Regions from separate parts of the Capra hircus genome. Here region 2 is linked to region 1. The links are chromatin contacts, called in public Hi-C maps. All regions are on one chromosome and are shown on one strand. The core of a region is the stretch at or near the end of the contact, and the rest is flanking DNA. Distances in the headings are between cores, read along the strand shown. Region 1 holds the start of C19H17orf64. Region 2 holds the start of ZNHIT3 (zinc finger HIT domain-containing protein 3).

Region 1 (6,395 bases), core at 1,619-4,118:
TGTACAGTAAAAATCAGCACAACATTGTAAATCAACTGTACATACACCAATAAAATAAATTTTAAAATAAATGGGATCATACCATACATGGTGTTTTAGTTTGTTTTCCACATCATTAAATATAGAGTAGTAATTTAAAATTTTAAAAATTTAATTCATATTTAATCTAAATTATTCATATAAATTTAATTTGTATAGTGAATGTCAGTCGTATCTTAATAGCCAGGCTTCCTTCGCAGCTCACATGGCCAAGAATCTGCCAGCAATGCAGGAGACTCGCATTGGATCCCTGGGTGGGGAAGATCCCCTGGAGAAGATCGCAACCTATTCCAGTATTCTTGCCTGGAGAATTCCATGGACAGAGGAGGCTGGTGGGCTATAGTCCATGGAGTCACAGAATCAGACATGTATTTTAATAATCAGTACTATTTTAGTAGTGAAGTATTTTTTAATGAACTTTAACTTTAATATTAGAGTAGTATTTTTTAAAGTATTGATATGCCACAGTTTATTTACCCTTTCCTATCCATGACAGCTGTTTCCAAACTGCTACCCCCATAACTTTCCTCATTTACATCTTCTCTGCTGCTGCTGCTGCTCCTAAGTCGCTTCAGTCGTGCCCGACTCTGTGCGACCCTCTGGACAGCAGCCCTCCAGGCTCCTCTGTCCACAGGATTCTCCAGGCAAGAATACTGGAGTGGGTTGCCATTTCCTTCTCCTACATCTTCTCTCCATAGGGCTAATTCCTCTAAGTAGATATGGGAAAGAATCTGCCTGCAATGGGGGAGACACAGGCTTGACTCCTGGGTTGGGAAGGTCTCCTGGAGAAGGAAATGACAATCCACTCCAGTATTCTTGCCTGGAGAGAATTCCATGGACAGAGGAGCCTGGCAGGCTACAGTCCATGGAGTCTCAAAGAGTCAGACATGACCAAGCGCCTACACTTTCAGAATTTATGGGTCAAAGCAAATGCCTATTAAAAAAAAAATGTATTACATTTTGTAATACATTTTTTTAAAAAAACTAATTACCACTCCCAATAGAAGTGTGCCAAAGATTTCCTCTTCCCCTCACTCTTGCCAATATAATTACCCTTCTTAAAACAGCCGAAAAATAATCTTGAATTAATGTTCAGAGAACACTCTTTCCAGTTTGGAAACAAACCCACCTTGTCCTCTAGGAAAGTCAAAGCGCAGTCGCTCAGTTGCGTCCGACACTTTGCAACCCCATGGACTGTGGCCCACCAGGCTCCTCTGTCTATGGGATGCTACAGGCAAAGAATATTGGAGTGAGTTGCCATTTCCTTCTCCAGGCGATCTTTCCGACCCAGGGATCGAGCCTGGGACTCCCTCATTGCAGGCAGATTCTTGACCATCTGAGCCACCCGGGAAGCCTACAACTTCTAGTTAAATATTCCTGTCAGTCGCAGGTACCGCCGCCAGATGGCGAGAGAGAGGCCTGGGAAGACCGTGCGGCAGCAAGTGTCTGCAGACTGCACGCTGACTCCTGCTGTCGAAGGCGGGGGAGAGGACAGAACGGGGTGGAGAAAACGGGACCCGGGCCCAGAAAACAGGAAGGGACCGGCCAGGAGAGGGTGTCCAGCGATCCAAAGAAGAAGATGCTGGTTAGGTGAGGGGACCGGGGCGGCAGTCTTACCACCGCCCTGACCCGCCCGGCGAGCTGATGTGGATGCAAGGGGCCGCGTTAGAGACGAGGGGCGGCGTGGCCCCGCGCCCCGGAGCGCCTCCAGGACAAGCCGGCCGGGGAGACGCGCGGACCCCGCCAGCCCCCTCTACGCCTGCGCCTGGCTTCCCCCGAGGGCGACGCAGGAGGGAAAAGCCAGGCCGGCCGGACTCCTACCCGAACCTCGGCGCCGCCCCTCGTGGCGGCGGACCCAAGGCAAATAACGGGGATTCTGTGCTTCTCGGCTGGTGGTTCCAGGAAATGGGATCACGACTGAGACCTGGGGCTTCCCAGCCGTGATCCCGGGGCTTCCCTCGTGGCACGGTCGGTAAAGAATCCAGCTGCAATGCAGGAGACGTAAGAGACCTGGGTTCGATCCCTGGGTCAGGAAGATCCCTTCCAGAAGGAAATGGCAACCCACTCCAGTATTCTTGCCTGGAGAATCCCATGGACAAGGAACCTGGCGAGCAACAGTCCATGGGGTCACAAGTATCGGACACGACTGAGAGACTAAACCACCACCAGCCCTGGGACCTACCCCGGGGAAGAGGTACGAGGGTGGCTGGTATTTTCGTATACTCCCTAAAAGCACCACCACCATCCACCCACAACCCAACACAGTGGGTTCCTTCCCTCCTGGAGGCTACGGACAATGGAAGAGAAGATGCATCCCGGGAGAGCTTGAGGATGCAACGTTCTCCCTACATCCTCTACCCCATTGTCCCCGGTCCGAAAAGGACGGCTACGAAACCTCTTCTCGCTCTCCTCTGGGGGGCGGGGGTGGCGGGGAGCCCACAGGCGAGCCCACTCTGAAACCGAGGGGGCTTGAATGGTACGCAGGCAGGAGAATTATTCCTAAAGCTTTACCCAAGTTCAAAATCGACAGCACCCGACAGTGCTCTTTGGAGAAGGGGTGCCCGCCCCTCCTGGGCAGCTGTGAGCCCCGACAAAGTCTGGGGTGCGCCTGGCCCAAGCTGCTGGCTTGCAGGGCGGGCTCCGGGGCACCCGGGGGAACCCAGGCCGCGTGGGGGAGGGGCGCTGGGCTCTGTGTTGGCCGTTGCCATGGTTTTGCCCCGAGTTCCGAGTGCCACTCCCTGAGTCACTGGGGGCCCAGAAGCAGGAGGTGGGAAGCCTGAGGGGACCCGGGGAGTGCCGCTGTGGAGCCCATCAGCGCTCCTGTTGAGATGGAAGCCTCTAATGGGCAGGCGGACGAAAGGGAGGAGCCTCTAGAGCAGGTCAAGTGGGGCTAGGGGTGTGAGGGGGGAAGGAAAGGAGGACCTCAGGGGCTGGCTTGGGAAGGCAGAGAAGAGGAGCGTCAAGGAAGAAGACGGGGAGCGGGGGGTCGGGGGTGGGGTGGGGGTGGGGGCGGGAAATGGTGAGGTTCACCACTAAGGGACTGAAAGAACAAGAGAAGGTTAACTCATCCAGACAGATGTTTATCCAGGACATAGATACCTGGCAAGATGATGGGGGAGATTCCTGGCAAGACGATTGTCAGTTATAACACTCACAGGCTGGTGTGTGTGTGTGTGTGTGCATGGGTCATCGTCTGTCTGGTTTATATGGAGTGTTTATCCAACTGACCAGCCAGGGTTCCCTCGCTCTGGAGTCTGGAGGAGCCTGTGTCCTATTCTCTCTGCATCTTTCTCCGGCCCTTTCCCTGAAATTTCCCTGTACCCCCTGAACACAGGCAGGACTTCATGCTCTCTTGTGTTTCGGCTCCCCGGTGAGGCACGCAGGATCTTAGTTCTTTGACCAAGGATTGAACCTGTGTCCCCTGCAGTGGAAACTTGGAGTCTTAACCACTACGCTGCCAGGGAAGTCCCCACGCTCCCTTTTCTGGGAGGCTTTTTAAAAGGCAGGTGTAAATCTCATGTCAATCTAATCCTGTGCTCTGACTTCAAGTGTTATTCTGAAGTCACCTCATTGTGATTCATTTTCAGTTTCTTTTGCTCCAGCTTGCCGCCAGCAAGATCTTTCTCATCATCACCATTACTGTCACCCACTTTCCTGAGTGCCTGTTAGTCTGGCAAGAAGCTAAAGATTAGGGATACAAAGAACTGGGCCTGGGATTTAGGAACTCAATAAGTGTTTGTTGAATGAGCAAGTAAATGAATGATGATCCTTTCCCCCAAGGAGTTACTTAAGCATCTCGGGTACCCTCTGCTCATCTGTAACCAAAAATAAAGAGTTCTAGCCTTACAAAATCTGTGGCAGAATAAAATGAGTTAATGTTGGTACTTCCTTGAAGGTCCAGTGGTTAAGAATCCTCCTTGCAAATCAGGGGACATAGGTTCCATCCTTGGTCCAGGAATATCCCACATGCCTCAGAGCAACTAAGCCCCTGAGCCTATGAAGCCTGCAAGCCCTAGAGCCATGCTCCACAAGGGAAGCCATTGCAAAGAGAAGCCTTCATACCACCGCAAAGAGTGGCTCCTGCTTGCCACAACTAAACAAAGCCCACGTGCAGCAATGAAGACCCACTATGGTCAAAAAAGTAAATAAATTTAAAAAAAATTTAAAAAAAGAATCCACCCTCCAATGCAGGGGACCCAGGTTCCATCTCTGGTTGGGGAACTAAGATCGCATATGCTGTGAAGTAACTAAGCATACTCACTGCAACTAGAGAACCCAAGCTCTGCAACTAGAGGGAAAGCCCACAAGCCACAATGAAGCCCCAGTGCAGTCCTCTACTCAAAACAAAGAAGTTAACCATACACAGAAAGAGTTCAGTTCAGTCGCTCAGTTGTGTCCAACTCTTTGCGACCCCATGCACTGCAGCACACCAGGCTTCCCTGTCCATCACCAACTGCCAGAATCTACCCAAACCCATGTCCATTGAGTCGGTGATGCCATCCAACCATCTCATCCTCTGTCGTCCCCTTCTCCTCCTGCCTTCAATCTTTCCCAGCATCAGGGTCTTTTCCAATGAGTCAGTTTTTCCCATCAGGTGGCCAAAGTTATTGGAGCTTCAGCTTCAGCATGAGTCCTTCTAATGAATATTCAGGACTGATCTCCTTTAGGATGGACTGGTTGGATATCCTTGCAGTCCAAGAGACTCTCTCAAGAGTCTTCTCCAACACCACAGTTCAAAAGCAGCAATTCTTTGGCGCTCAGCTTTCTTTATGATCCAAAAGAAAAAGAGTTAAGTGCTTTGCAAAGTTAGTTAGTATACAGAGCTATAATATTGTACAAGAAATGGATTAGGTGGTCTTGGTTTTCTAAGCAGGGATTCTCAGAGATGGGTTTCCTTTGCCAAGGGCTCACTGGCCTGAGAGCTGGGTCAAGGAGGAGGTCACTGGGAAAATGGAGAGGGGCTTTGGCTGGCGTCTGGATCAGTGCTTGCCCAGCACTGCCTCTCAGGAGCAGTAGCCCTAGGCCCCAGCTGACTGCTGCCCCTGTTTCCTCCAGGGGCCGAATGCACCCAGCTTAGAGAAGAGCTCCAATACCGCCCCAGCCAAAGACTCCCTTGTGCGCCATGCCAAGGGCCTTGACCGGGACACCTTCAAAATTGTGAGTAAGGGGCCAGCCTGGGGCTTGTACCCTGTTCCCCACAGGTCAGGAGATCTGGGTCAGAAGCTGGCAGGCCTCAGATCCATAGTTCACGGCCCCACTGGACACCCTCCTGGGAAGGAAGTGGCCTTCTCACATAACACTGGGTGGGAAGGGCTGCAGCTGGGCCACCTGTTGGCTATGTGAGGCTGTCCCACTTTCTCTTCTTTCTCCTATGGCCCCTCACTTCCCCTGTTGCCTCCTCAGTGTAAAGAATATCTAAGGCCACTGAAGAAGTTCCTGCGAAAGCTGCACCTGCCAAAGGACCTTCCGCAGAAGAAAAAACTGAAGTACATGAAGCAGAGCCTGGTGATCCTAGGGGACCACATCAACACCTTTCTGCAGCACTACTGCCGAGCCTGGGAAATCAAGCACTGGAAGAAGTAGGACAGCCTCCCTACCCCGACTGTGACCCTCTCTCCTGGGCCACTCCGTCCAGAATCGAGGTCACTCCTTAGTGCAAATCTCCTAGTCCTTCACCTTAGTGTGGAAGGCTCAGGATCCTGGAGTGAGTGTGGTGAAGAGGGGTGGAGAGAACAGCACCCTCTAGTGACTCAGGGCAGCACTGATTGGATAAAGGACTCTCCTCACCCGGGGACAGGAGTTCAGTTCAGTTCGGTTGCTCAGTGGTCTCTTTGCGACCCCATGGACTGCTGCACGCCAGGCCTCCCTGTCCATCACCAACTCCTGGTGTTTACTCAAACTCATGTTCATGGAGTCGCTGATGCCATCCAACCATCTCATCCTCTGTCATCCCCTTTTCTTCCCGCCTTCAATCCCTCCCAGCATCAGGGTCTTTTCAAATGAGTCAGCTCTTTGCATCAGGTGGCCAAAGTATTGGAGTTTCAGCTTCAGCATCAGTCCTTCCAATAAGCATTCCGGACTGATCTCCTTTAGGATGGACTGGTTGGATCTCCTTGCAGTCCAAGGGACTCTCAAGAATCTTCTCCAACACCACAGTTCAAAAGCATCAATTCTTCAGTGCTCAGCTTTCTTTATGATCCAACTGTCATATCCATACATGACTACTGGAAAAATCATAGCCTTGACTAGATGGACCTTTGTTGGCAAAGTAATGTCTCTGCTTTTTAATATGCTGTCTAGGTTGGTCCTAACTTTTCTTCCAAGGAGAAAGCGCCTTTTAATTTCATGGCTGCAGT
Region 2 (6,395 bases), core at 1,180-3,679, 300 kb before region 1:
TCCGAGGGGTAGAACCTGTGTCCCCTGCATTCACAGGCAGGTTCTTATCCACTGAACCACCAGGAAGTCCAAGTTCTATTTTCCTGACATGGGTGGTGTTCACCTTATAATAATTCAGTAAGCAAAAAAAAAAAAAAAAGAATCTACAAATAATAAATGCTGCAGAGTGTGTGGAAAAAAGGAACTCCTTCAAAAAAAAAAGGAAACCCTCCTACGCGGTTGGTAGGAATGTAAATTGGTATAGCCACTATGGAAAACGGTACGAAGATTCTCTAAAAAAATTTATGGGTCCAAAGGAGAAGGGATGAAGAAGGATAAATTAGGAATATGGGATTAACAGAAACACACTACCATGTACAAAACAGATAAACAACATGGGCCTAAAATATATTATTGTTTCATTTAGTTGCTAAGTGGTAGCTGACTCTTGTGACCCCATGGATTGTAGCCCTCCAGGCTTCTCTGTCCATGGGATGTCCCAGGCAAGAATACTGGAGTGGGTTGCCATGTCCTTCTCCAGCAGATCTTCCCAGCTCAAGGAATTAACCCGTGTCTCCTGCATTGGCAGGCAGATTCTTTACCACTGAACCACCAAGGAAAGTATATCATAGGGAACTATATTCATTACCTTGTAATAACTTATAATGAAAAAGAACCAAAAAAGGATACAGATCACTGAATCACTTTGCTGTATACCTGAAACACTGTAAATCAACTATACTTCAATTTAAAAAAAATTTTTTTTAATAAGAACAAAGCAAGCAGAGTTTCCCTGTGGTCCAGTGCTTCGATACCAGTTCAATCCCTGGTCTGAGAAGATGCCACGTGCCATAGCCTGTGGGCCACAATTACTGAGCCCATGTACCCTAGAGCCAGTGCTCCGCAACAAGAGAAGCCACTGCATGATAAGCCCAAGCACTGTAACTAAAGTGAAGGACCCCCCCAACCCCCGCAACGCTGCCCCCCTCCCCCCGCACCGCAACTAGACAAAGTCCCTTAGCAGCAAACAAGAACCAACGCAGCGTTCCCCTCGCCCCTCAAAAAAACACACTAACCGAGAGGCTGGAGTTTTCAACACAGGAGAAAGTGAAAGTGAAGTCACTCAGTTGTGTCCGACTCTTTGCAACCCCATGAACTGTAGCCTACCAGGCTTCTCTGCCCGTGGGATTCTCCAGGCAAGAGTACTGGAGTGGGTTGCCGTTTCCTTCTCCAGGAGATCTTCCCAGCCCAGGGATCGAACCCGGGTCTCCCGCATTGCAGGCAGACGCTTTACCACCTGAGCCACCAAGGAAGACTCTCAACACAGGAGTGAACTGCGCAAATCTGTATATCAGAAAAATTACCCAGATTGCGCTAGGGGGTCTTGGCAGGGGCCTCACAGGGCTGCAGGACCAGACAGAAGCATTCCAGACACAGCTCCCAAACTATTCCAGCAAAGCAGTTCTACTTCGTTCCTATCTTGAGCCGAAAGGTGTTTTTTTTTCAAAGTGCTCCAAAGACATTAGGATTTTTTAAAAAGCTGGAGCGGGGACGGTGGTGCGCGAAACCAACAGCTGTAAAATCAGAGACTGGAAGGGATAAAACTACAGGCAAACCACCAGTGAGGAACTCTTAGCAGAAAAGTCACTGAGAGAAAGAGGGCGTGGGAAAGGGTCCCTGAAGACCGAGAAGAGGCGCCGATAGAAAAAGACATAAAATGCAGACTTGGTAACAGTGAGAGCCAGGGACGCTGCTCCTTAGAGTAAACTGGTGTTACCTCCCCGTTTCTATGAAGACATCACTTAAAGAAAACGTCGTTAACGAGCAGCTTCTGCCAAAGAACGCGGAGCTGAAAACTAAGAGGAAGGCACAGCTAGGAGAGGCTTCTGGGGCAAAAACCAAAGACTGTTTAAAAAAAAAAGATGGCACGCAGAAAGGAAAGTGGAGCAGAGGAAAGGTTTTTTATTGTCCGTAAAGTGGAGGCGCATTCGCAGGAAGAGGTATCCGTCTGCCCACGGTGGGTGGGAGGCGGTCCCCAGGGTCGGGCGTTGCAAGGCTGATAGGCTGATAGCCGGGCCCCGGGATTCACGTTCCCGAGACCGCAGCGGCATTGCTGCGGTCCACGAAGAAGGGGGCCTTACCTTTGTGCTTCCGGAAGCAGGGCAAGGAGCAGCTGCAAAAACAAGGCCACAGGCTGCGTCAGTCCCGAGGGAGGCGCGGAGCTTCCCGCCGCCCGCCCCCTTCCCCGCGACCCCCGGCACTCACTAGGGCACGCGGCAGGCGGGGCAGCGGTATTTGGGTTTCTCCAAACAGACAACGCAGACGGCGGTACCGCAGCTGAGCGACGCCATGGTCTCTCCCGGGACGCGCCCCCAGTCTGCGTGCCAGCCCCGGGCCGCGGAGCCCCACGTGCACGCCCTTTCTTCCGTTTCCTCATCCAGGACCAATCAGCGCGCAGCACTTACTGGTCGTCAAAAGCAATCGATTGATCCCACTCATCGTTCCAGGCCTGAGAAGTAGAAAGTCGATGCACTCGATACTCATCCAGAGCCCATTGTCAGGGGTAGTCCCTGATTAGGCTTGAGGCTCAGTTGGTAAACAATCCGCCCGCAATGAGGGAGACCTGGGTTCGATCCCTGGGTTGGGACGATCCCCTGGAGAAGGGAACGGCTACCCACTCCAGTATTCTGGCCTGGAGAATTTCACGGACTGTATATAGTCCATGGGATCGCAGAGTCGGACACAACTTGAGCGACTTTCACTCCCTGATTAGGTCACGTCGTGGAAGAACTTGTTATATAGCCCTGTGCCTGTCCCTACGCGGCTATGTGACTTTCAGCAACTCATTGTCACTCTCCGGCTCTGTTGCGCTGCATATGCCTAAAGAGAATAGGTGGGGCTAAATGCCCTTATCTTCTGCCTTGGACTTTCTCAGTATTGCATGGGTATTGGGTTCTCCCCACACATCTCATTTGGGCTTCCCTGGTGGCTCAGCTGCAAAAGAATCCGCCCGCAATGTGGGAGACCTGGGTTCCATCCCTGGGTTGGGAAGATCCCCTGAAGAAGGGAAAGGGTACCCACCCCAGTATTCTGGCCTGGAGAATCCCCATGGACAGAGGAGCCTGGCGGGCCACAGTCCATGGCATGGCAAAAAGTCAGGCATGACTGAGCGACTAAGCACAGCAAATGAGAAGTCCACACACTGGCCAAACCAGACTCAGCTAGACCACGTGACACACAGGTGCTCTTCCCAGCCATTTTTCTCACAGGAAAGGAAGACAAGCCTTGGCCAGTGACAAATGTTTATTGAGCTCTAACTGTGGGCCCAGTGCTTCCCAGACGCTGGGCTGGGAACACCCAGGGATTAGCAGCCACTGTCTCTGGTAGCTTAAGGCTTAGAGTGAAGGCAGGAGGGAGAATCCCTGGGTGGAACTGATTGGCCAGGGAACAGATGAGTGACCTCTGGCCCAAAGGTGGAGATCCTGGTCCAGAAAAGGGCTTGAATGCCACCTTGGGCTTTAGGAATAGACAAAGTCATATTTTATTGGGAGCCCTGCTCCTCTTCCAAGCACTGTCCAGCTTTACCAGGCTTCCCACTCCACATGTGCGGTGCTGTCTTGGGGTCATAAGTCACCCTCACCCCCTAATCCTAACCCTAACCCCTTTGCGTTGATCCATCAGCCCTCAGGATCTCCTTACTACAAGGGCCCCGCTCCACTGTCATAGTCTGTAGGGATGAATCTGCTACATTCCCAAGCAGCCCTTCAAGTCTTAGCTCAGACCCCTTGCTGGCTGTGTGACTTGGAGAGACTGGCTACCCTATCTGAGCTCCCTCGTCTGTTAGAGTAGATGTTCCGACTTTCCTGAGCTATTGCAAGGCAGAGGGGTGACTGTAAAAAGATTTGTGATCTGCAGTGCTACAAAGGGTTGTTTATGTGATATCTAGAGTCTATAATTCTTTTGGAGCTCTGGTCCCAACCCCATAAGCCAAGGTTCCAGGCTCCAAGTTCCTGGAGGCTGAGGTCTTGGAGCTCAGGCCCCTCTAAAAGGGTTCCACTGCCAGCCTCAGTGGGCTGGGGTTGGGCTGGAGTGACTAGCCGGCACTCCTTTGGCTTTGCCAGGCTGTTGAGGGTGCTGTCCAGTCCTCAGTGCTGAAGTGGCACTGCCCCTCTGGTTGCCTACCTGCCCCAGCATGCAGCTGCCCCTGCCTCCAGCCTCCTAACAGAACTCACACCAAAATCCAATGTTTTCCCACTGATCCAATACTCTGAAGCATCCCTTGCATCTCTCAACAGTTGTGACCACTGCTGGTTTGAATCGGAAGTGTCCCAGAAAGTCCGCACCTAACAGGGAAGAACAGAGGTCAGTGATTTGAATCCCATGTTCTCTGGCATCAGTACTAATTCCCCCACTAAGGACATCACTATTGCCCACCCAGACTTCTCCTGTGAGTTGTGTGGAGGCTGAGGCCATGCCGAGTTTCCACAATTTTCAGGGGCTCAACCTGACCCCATCCACATCCATACCATGCTGACTCCCCTACCTTCAGGTTCAGAGATGGTGACTCCAGCAAAAAAAAAAAAAAAACTTCCTGGAATTCCTCTCATGCACATTCCATACAGTAGAAATACCTCTTCTACTCTGGGTGACCCCCATCTTCCATGAACCGACCCCTCCCGCTCCAATATCCTGGAAAGGAGGTGGCTTAACTGTGACGGCGGGGAGGTTGGGGAAAACCAAGAAGCAGCGACAGAAGCCTGGTACAGCTCCTCTGGGCAATGGCTAGTTCAGAGCAGAAAGACAGGAATGACGCTGGGCCCAACAACCAGATGTCCACGCTGATTTGCCCTGGCTCTCTATGGTCCCCCATCACGCCCTCCTAGCAGCTGAGGCTGCCTCGCGTCTTCTCAGCGTCAGCTTGAGGCGCAGAGCAGAACCTGGAGAGAGGAGAGGTAAGAATCATAGCGGAATGGTTTCCAGAGCCCCGCTGCCTGGCAGGCGCTGTCCAGCACATTCTAGGCAGGCCCAGCCCGGCGCCGACGCCGAAGACTGGAGACGTTGTCTTCAACGTGGAGGCCCAGGTCCAGCACCTAGCACCGCCAGAGGGCGCCCCAGATCGAGATTAGTCCTGGCGAGGCTGGCGCCTGAGCAGGTCTGCAGCGCCTCTCGCACCCGACTTTGCACCTTGCTTGGGAGGCAAGATGGACCACGCAGGGAAAAGCAAACCCAGGCTTGGCCTGCACAAGAAAGAGAGTCAAGAGTGAGGAGTTGAAACCGACGACCGGATGGGCAGCAGTGACTCTTCCATGAAAGCAAGGCCCACACACCAGGCCAGCCGAGAGCTCCAAATGCGCCTGGCTGTCCAGCGAGAGTTCCCGGGGTTGTTCCCCGGCCCGCGCCTCTTGGCAACCCCTGGAGCAGAGATCCGGCCACCGCATATTAGCTTGATGAAAGCTTAATAGTACTTCTGGAGCTTTCAGGTTGCTAACTAGGGCGCACCCAGTGCCCTGTGTCTTTCCTGATGCCATGATGGGGTGGGCATATAGGCTGCATGATGCCCGTATCCGAGGCCAGAGGTTGATAAAGCTGGGCTCCCTGTGGCACTGTGCTCAATCTCAGCTTCTTTCTACAGTCCTAATACCTCTAACCCTCCACCCTCTTGGTTGCACCAAGTGTCCACAGTGGTGTGTTTAGGAACCTATACTTCCTGGTTTCATCTCCTCCCTTCCACTTACTCTCTAGTATCTGAGAGCGTGCTTCAGAAGTTAAAGGGGGTGAGGTTGTTGGTATGAATCAAATAAAGACAGCCTGAGATTCTGGTGGAGTGGTTTCCAAGTTACCTGATTTCAACTCTCTGCATGTTATTTTATCTTGCAATGGCATTGATTCCCCAACTCGAGACAGTGACAGTCTGACCTTCTGTTAGACTCCAAGGAGAACTTCCAAACAACAGAAGATATAGGGGCTTCCCTGCTGAGCCAGTTGTCAACAATCTGCCTTGCAATGCAGGGGACGCGGCTTTCGATTCCTGGTCAGGGAACTAAGATCCCACGTGCTATGAATCAATTAAGCTGCTGCGCTGCAACTAGAGAATCTGTGTGCTGCCACCAAAGAGCCTGTGTTATGCGACTAAGACCCAACACAGTCAAAAATATAGTTTTTAAAAAAAATTTTTTAAGAGAGAAAGAGTAATTGCATTATCTCAGCAGAACTGATAGAAGAGCACAGACCGTAAAGGTCAAACCCCACACTATCATTTTCTCACACCTTCTCCCACTTGCAAGTCAACATACATACATCTCTCACCATACATTCCCTAGAACAGAGATCAAAGGAATCAAATAAAAATTAAAGCCTTGAGACTCTTTCATCAGCAGACCTCCACAGGTAAGTTATTCAGGCAATAGGAAAATGAT

The links. A called contact is a pair of places that touch in the nucleus more often than the background predicts.
Region 2: a Hi-C map of blood shows a contact between it and region 1, with 2.3 times the contacts expected there. The contact joins the promoter of ZNHIT3 here to the promoter of C19H17orf64 in region 1. A contact is called at or near these places in 2 of 5 Hi-C or Micro-C datasets (both in blood).

What each region holds. Positions count from the first base shown.
Region 1 is chr19:12,174,492-12,180,886 of ARS1.2, reverse strand. C19H17orf64 reads left to right here and starts at 2,868. Exons shown (of 6, transcript XM_018064063.1): 1 at 2,868-2,918; 2 at 5,095-5,196; 3 at 5,443-5,618. The coding sequence starts at 2,868.
Region 2 is chr19:12,474,263-12,480,657 of ARS1.2, reverse strand. ZNHIT3 (zinc finger HIT domain-containing protein 3) reads right to left here and starts at 2,429. Exons shown (of 5, transcript XM_005693150.3): 1 at 2,245-2,429; 2 at 2,121-2,152. The coding sequence starts at 2,330. LOC108638225 (a long non-coding RNA gene) reads right to left here. Exons shown (of 3, transcript XR_001919654.1): 2 at 4,690-4,916; 3 at 3,294-4,322.